2 separate regions of the Sarcophilus harrisii genome follow, and region 1 is linked to region 2. Evidence: chromatin contacts called from public Hi-C data. All regions are on one chromosome and are shown on one strand. Each heading gives the region's core, a stretch centred on a gene start, on an enhancer-like site or on the middle of the called end of the contact. The rest is flanking DNA. Distances are from core to core; before and after follow the strand shown. Region 1 holds the start of PSMA4 (proteasome subunit alpha type-4). Region 2 holds the start of WDR61 (WD repeat-containing protein 61).

Region 1 (3,378 bases), core at 279-2,778, 190 kb after region 2:
TTTTCTTCCTCTAAAAAAAATCTGTCATCATTAATTTCTTTATAAACCCCAAGCACTAAATAAATCCTACCTGTATTAAAACTAAAAATAAACAAAGCCATTCCAAGATCTAGAACTTGCGTCTCTGTGATTGATTGAAAAGAAAGTTCCAGCAACTACCTGTCCACTGGAAAAGACCATGATGTTGTTAGAGACGGCTACTATTAAGTGTTCAGTGCTTGCCTTCAGACCTCAGAAATCCGCAAACGCTACACATCAGGGCTTGGTTTATTCTGTTATCTGACCTTAAGAAAGTAATGGAGAAAATGCTAACCATGCTCATTAAATTTTTTAATTTTTTTAGATTTTAGATCTAGATTTTTTCTTTTATTTAATTTTTTATGTATTTTTAGAAATTATAACTTTTTCTCGACAGAGCCCACGTCTGGGTTGGTTTTTACATTGTCCCTTGCACTCGCTTCTGTCCCGACTTTTCCCCTCCCCCCTCCCTCCCTCCCCCCACGGCAAGCAGTCCTACGCATGTTCAGGACGTCACAGGTATCTACCAGCAGCTACGGAGCTGCTCCCACCCGGCTCCTTGGCTCCCTGCAAGCCCTTCCCCGGAAGCCTGCCTCCCGCCTCTTCTAGAGGCGCAGGCTTCTCTTCCCGCTGACCAGGTATCTCTCGGGGAGTTTATACGCTTCCCCCGACGGACTCCCCACAAAGTGTCCACAGGAGTTTCCCGGCCCTGACTGACTGGTCGCTACTACAGACGCGGCGCTGCGGGGGCGCCCGGAGTAAGGGGCTGCGACGCCCCCGTGCGGGAAGCCCAGGGGGAGGGCCCCGCCACACCGCTGACCGCGACCTCGGACCCAGTGGCGCAGCCTCAGTTAACCTGGCGCTGACGCCCCCCTCCGGCCCGCCTGGAGGCTTCCAGGGCCCGGGCCTCGAGCTTAGCGCCCCGAGGGCCCGCCCTCCGACCCGCCTCCGGCGGGGGTCTAAGGCGCCCGGACTGCAGCGCGCCCAGGAGGGGACTCGTTACCACCACTCGGGCGAAAGCGCGAGACAGCGTGCCGGGCCGCAGTCTCCTCCCGGGCGCAGTCCCCGCGCCGCGCGTGGGACGGGAGCGCCTGAGGAGGGGGCGCTCGGTCTCCCCCGCGCCGCGTGCAGCGGCTTCACGCCACGTGCCCGTGCCTGGGGCGGGAAGGTGTATCACGGCGCCCCCCCTTGGGCTCGCCTCCGGGTGGGGGGCGGGGAGAGCAGTCCCTGCTTCCTCTGGGGGCCCCGGTAAGAAGCGAGCCGGATCTCTGCTGCCGCTGGGGAAAGGCCACGAGGCAGAAAGCCACAAGGCGCACCAGGCGGAGGAAGCAAACCTAACGAAGCAGGGAAAGGGAAGGGAGAGCCCACCTGGGCGTCCCGGGGCTGCCCTCGGGAAGTCCGACCCGGTCCCGGGCCGCTCCCCACGTGCTCCCCGCCTCGGATTGGCCCCCGGCACTCTGCGCAGGCGCGGCCCCGCCCCCTACGCCGGCAGTGCGCAGGCGCGAGCGGCCATTTGTAGCGGCGGAACTCGGCCGGCGGCTCGCTGAGGCACGTCCCCGACCCGGCGGAGCGACCCGCGGCGACCCCCGGCACCCTCGGTGAGTGTCCGCCGCCCCTCAGGGCCGGGCGCGGCCGGACCTCTCCGCCCCTCCCGGCCCCACTTGGTTTCCTGGGGTCTCGCGCGCGGCACCATGACGGTGCAGACGCCGCCGCCCCCGGGCCTGACGTCAGCGTCCCTTGGCGGCCACCGTCCGGCCTGCGCTGTGGGGAGGGGGACCCCAGGCGGCCTGCCCGCAGCTGCTCTCCCTGGACCCGAGGTCGCGGGCGGGAGCCGTGTCCTTAGCCTTTGTCACAGTCCCGAGCGGGTCCGTGGGGACCTTCTCGCGTCCGGAGCGCCCGGGCGTGGGGGACCCCGGAGGCCTTCCTGGGCCGGGACGCGCCGCCGTCCCGAGGGGAAGCGGTCCGGCGCCCAGTCTTCTCCGAGCCCGAGCTTCCCCGTCCGTCAGATAGGGCTCGGCAAGTTCGCGCCCCCGTCCGTGCCGAGCTCCGCGGGGCCCAGAGCCCGCCGGCTGCTCCGCCGGTGTTCGGTGCGCGGGGGTAAGGGAGGAAACGGGCCCGGGCCTCCCCCTCCCCAGGGCACAAGCCGGGGTTCCAGTGACCGCCGCGACCCCCGCCCTGCCTCCCCGCGGGCGCAGGCGGCGCCGGGCCCTCTCTGACTGTCTGGGCCGCTGAGAACCTTCGCTTTCGCTTTGTTGTTCGGCTGACACGCCCGAGGGATCTTGGGAGTCCGGCCCTCCTGAGTGTTTCCCCGACTACCCCCCGGGCGGGCGGCGTGTGGGGCTGTGGAGGTGGGGTTGGCCCATCCCCCGAGAGCGGCTCCGAGGGGAGGGGGCAAGAGCAGGTGCTCCCGGCTCTAGCAACGAGGGCTAAAGTTGCAACAAAAGTAACGATGTGGGTGGTGTTTCCTCGTTGGGGACAAGACAGTAATCCTAGCTCCTGCTCTTGCACCCGGAGCCGCTTTTCCCTCCTTTTGCGCCGGAGGAAACGATCTTGGCGGGGCTTGCAGGGTCCCCGTCTGAGGGGCAGAGCCTCGCTCGCCCTCCCCCGGAGCAGCTGGCCTGGGTCTTTTCCTCCTGGAAGCGCCGTAAGTGGGAGGGGACGGACGAAGGGCCCGCGGAAATATAGCCTGAGAATTAGAGTGCAGAATCCCGGCAGGGAACGGTGGCAGAGGGACAGGGCTGGGCCCGAGTCCGGAGGGCTTCGGTCTCAGACACTCAGTAGCAGTGTGCCCGACCCTGGGCAGGCCCCTTAACCCTGTTTGCCGGAGAATCCCCAACTGTGAAGTGAGAATTACAGCATCTGTCTCCCAGGCATGTAGTGAGGATCAGATGAGGCATTTGTGAAACAGTCCGGAGTAGGTCAGTTAATGTTTCCTCTCCTTGCTCCCATTGCTAATTTCTTAAAAACTCTCTTCTAGTTTTGGTCAGTAAAATAGTTTGATAAAGCTGCTGTGCTTTTTTTTTTGCCCTGTAATATTTTTAAGTGGGGAAAAAAAACAGACATTTGTTATCAATTACTGTCATTAAGAAAAGCTCTTGTAACATTTTTTAAATGCCTGGAAAACTGCCAATGTTTTCTCTTAGTAATAGATTTGTTATCACAATGTTTTCTCTTAGTAATAGACTTGTTTTATTTTTCTAGGACTAATATAAAATACAGGAAACATGGTAAGTTACGGACATGCCAGTACTAGCTTCACGGTGGTATTGGTGACAAAGAGCACTGCTTGTCATGCCTCTGGAGCTTGGGAAAACGAAAATGGGTAGAAAACAATTGGGGGAAGTAATCCTAAGATTTTTA
Region 2 (3,609 bases), core at 551-3,050:
ATACCTTGTTCTTGCTTGAAGAGAATGCTGTACTGAAAAAAGAAGAGGAATCCCATCACTCAGAGAAACTCCTCACCTGTTCCTTATCCAGCCAACGCTCTCCTAACAACCCCTTAGCAGGGGCCCTCAAACTGCGGCCCCGCGGCCCACTGTCCCCCTCACAGCCCCCAGGGCTGCCAAGTTCCTTTATTTAAAGGCCACAGAACAAGGGTTTTGTTTTTGCTGTAGCCCGGCCCTCCCGCACACAGTCTGACGCACAGGGAACCGGCCCCTAGTTAAAAACTGTGAGGACCCCGATCTTGGGCTTTCTGGGGCCAAAGGAACAAAGGTCCGGACCAAGAGGAACCTCGGGCCGGCGGGACAGGGCTTCTCCAATCTTCCCGCTCACTCCCCTTCTGCCCGAGAAACGTTTAAGAAACCCAGGGTAGGCAGGTATGCGTGACAGAAGCAAACGTTTGCTGACACCAAGGCCTAACTCTGTGCTTCCCCACGGGGGTCCCGAAGCGCGGTCTGGGAGGTCGGGGGAGGACGCCCCCAATAGAAGGAGGTGCCACAAGGGAAGAGATCATCAATGACGTAACTCCTCGGGCCGCGCTTACGTCACCTGCTCCTGGCAGGGGCCCTCGCCGGACCCGTTTGGGGCCTCCTGGCGGGGGCACCGGGAGGAGCGGCTATTTCCCGCTCCAAGCCGCTTCACAGAGCGGGGAAACCGAGCTGAGTCCTTGCCCAGGGCCCCCCCCCCGGCCAGGGTTACTGCGCACACACGGAGCCCCCCGGGGGCGGGGGGGAGGGTCGCTGCAAGCTGGGAGGGGGCTGGGCTTCGGGGGCGGGGTCACACCTCCCCTTACCTGGACGCTCATTTCTTCAGGCCAGGAGAATCGGCACAGGCGGAATGTTCTGTGAAAAGGAGGCGTCTTAGGGGCAGCCTCGGCGGAAGGGAGCCCGCGCCCAGAAGCTGCCCCCCTGTCCCTGGTTCTTCCCCCCCGCCCCTGGCCATGGAGCACCTCCGGCGGGCGGGGAGCACGGTCTGAGGCCGACTTCCCGCTCTGCCCTGGCAGATGCCCCCCGCCAGTTGCCCCCAGGCTCCCCGGCCCTGACCCACCAGCTCCGGGATGCCTTGCAGCGGTGCTCAGTTCAACCTCTTCCTTAGCGACAGCGGCGCCGGTTTATGACGTAGAGCTGAGGACGGCGGCGCGCGCAGAGATGACGACAAGCCTCCGAATGCGCGCCACGCGGCACTGTGGAGTCCGTTCGCTCCCGAATGGGCTCTGGAGGAAAGGAAAGAAAGATGAGACGGCCCTCAGGCCACGCCTCTTAGATTAAGGAGCAGAAGTGCCCGCCCTCTTCCCCGCCCCCCCACCCCGGGGCTCTAAAGAGTCAAAGAGGGAGCGGCCCAGGCCCCCCCCCCTGCGGCCAGGCCCCGCCTCTTTCTTTGGACTCAAGAGGCGAAGAGATAGCGAAAGGGGAGGAAAGGCTGAAACGGCTTTCAGGCCGCGCCCATTCGTCCTGACTCCGCCCCCACTTTTAGAGCCCCGCCCCTCTCTCCAGACCACATGGAAGTGGGGAAACAAACCCAGCTGGGGCAATGGGAGGGGCGAGAGCGTGAACAACAATCCCCGCGAAGCGCGGGGCCGCCGGGTAAGAGTCCCGGGGTCTGCTCTCGGGCTCCACCTGAAAAAGGGTGGGCAAGGCCCTGACTCCTCCCCACGCACCGGGCGGTCGACTCAGCTTCTGGGAGCCCTAGGCCGTGACGTCCGACTGAAGCAGCCGAGTGTCTGCATGTGTGCCGGAAGCTTCTACGCCGAGAGTTCCTCGCCGAGCCGACCAATGGGCACTGGGCTGCCGCCGGTGGGAGGGGCTTCAGCTCCCGCGCGGCGGCGCTCTCGGCTGCAAGGCTAGGGTACCCAAGCAGAGAGTATAGTCCATTTCACCGCCGCTGCTTCGATTTCACCGCCGCTGCTTCGATTTCACCCGCTTGCGGTCAATTTCACCTTCTTGAGATCAGTTTCACCCGCATCGGTGCGTTAGTCTCGGATGGGTCAGCCTGTCTCTCCCCTCCACCCCCGAAAGAGCAGGTCTGACTCTGTCACTCTCCTACTCCATAAACCCCCGTGGCTCCCTACTGCCTGCAGCAGCAAATACAGATTCTGTCTGACATTCAAAGCCCTCCAGACCTGCTCCCTCCCCCTTTCCTCCTCACATCGTGTCCCGTTCCAGGAGATCCGCCACCCTGAGCCCTTCTCCCTGCCCCAGGCATTCGCGCTCTCCCTCCCTGATGAGAGGCTCTCCCCGGTCCTCTGTGCCGCCCGGCTTCCTACAGGTCCCATGTCTACAGGAAATGTTTCTCTTGGGACCCGAAGGCAGAGAAGAGGGAATCCTGTGGTCCGTGTTTAGTTGTGATGTTAAGGAAAAGTCCATTGCACACCCCTCCCCCGCCCCAGCGCGCCTCCCCTCCCCTGAGATGTGTTCTCCTGGCTGGAGAGAGGGATCCGGCAGGAGACAACCAATAAAGGCCCCCTTTATTCTAGCGCCTCCCCGCTCCCCATTATCTCCAAGCCGCCCTTCATCCATCTTGTCTGCACACCGGCAGGCAACCTGCGAGGAGCATCGACGGGGTTCGGTGGTTGGAGGGGGACCCTTGGAGGCAGAGCTCCTCAGATCCAGTCTCGGAGAGTTACTAGCAGGGCGACCGGGACCAAGTCACTTAATTCTGCCTCAGTTTCCTCAACTGTAAAATAAAGGATAGCACCGACCTTCCAGTCTTGTTTTGAGGCTCAAATAAGAGAATATCAATTACTATTGATAATATTAATAATATTAAATATTAATGCTGAGTGCCAAGCATTGGGTTGGACCTAGTAGGCACTATTATCATATTGTTGCTGTTTTCTCCCCCATTAATCTGTGAGCTCCTGGACAGCAGGACGGTCTTTGCTTTCCTCTATATCCCCAATACTTAGCACGGTGCCTGGCACACAATAGGTGCTTAATAAATGCCTTTTTTTTTTTTTTTTTTGGTTTAACTTGATATGAAGACCCAAAAATGGTAGTGAGGAGCTAGGCAGGTTTTAATGCTGATGTAGGCAAGTTACTTCCCTGAATGAGAAGCTAGGTGGCACAATAGGCCTAGGTCTGGACAGAGTCAAGAAGAATTTATAATCTGGTCTTGGACATGTAACAGCTCTGCGACTCTGGGGAAGTCCCTTAACCTCTATCAGCCTCAGTTTCCCCAGCTATAAAGTGGGGATGATAATATAACCATCTATTTCATAGGATTTCAAGAACAAAACATGTTTAATATATGTCATATATGTAAATGACTTGTAAAATTTAAAGCTCTAAATTAATGTTTATTATTTTCCTCTTTAGACCTTGTTTTCCTCTTCTATATAATAAAGAAGCCCGCCTGGATAGCTCCTAGGAACTGTCTAGGAACAGTTCCAAGAACTGCATTCTACCGTGGAAAGAATAATAGATTTGAAGACAGAAGCTCTGGATTCTAATCCTGACTGCTACTTATCTATATCGCTGATCTTGAGACATCATCTTCTATGTCTAAGCCTCGGTTTCCTTATCTGTAAAATAAAGTGAGTGGACTAGGTAACATCA

What was found. Hi-C and Micro-C count contacts between places; a contact is called where the count stands out from the background.
Region 1: a contact with region 2 is called in a Hi-C map of heart, with 7 times the contacts expected there. The contact joins the promoter of PSMA4 here to the promoter of WDR61 in region 2. A contact is called at or near these places in 2 of 3 Hi-C or Micro-C datasets (fibroblasts and heart).

The regions. Positions count from the first base shown.
Region 1 is chr2:629,533,141-629,536,518 of mSarHar1.11, forward strand. PSMA4 (proteasome subunit alpha type-4) reads left to right here and starts at 1,529. Exons shown (of 9, transcript XM_031956783.1): 1 at 1,529-1,616; 2 at 3,220-3,245. The coding sequence starts at 3,243. HYKK (hydroxylysine kinase) reads left to right here. Exons shown (of 5, transcript XM_012540559.3): 5 at 1-108.
Region 2 is chr2:629,345,323-629,348,931 of mSarHar1.11, forward strand. WDR61 (WD repeat-containing protein 61) reads right to left here and starts at 1,801. Exons shown (of 13, transcript XM_031956776.1): 1 at 1,713-1,801; 2 at 1,103-1,268; 3 at 849-897; 4 at 5-27. LOC116421976 (a long non-coding RNA gene) reads left to right here and starts at 1,834. Exons shown (of 4, transcript XR_004232574.1): 1 at 1,834-2,019; 2 at 3,370-3,609.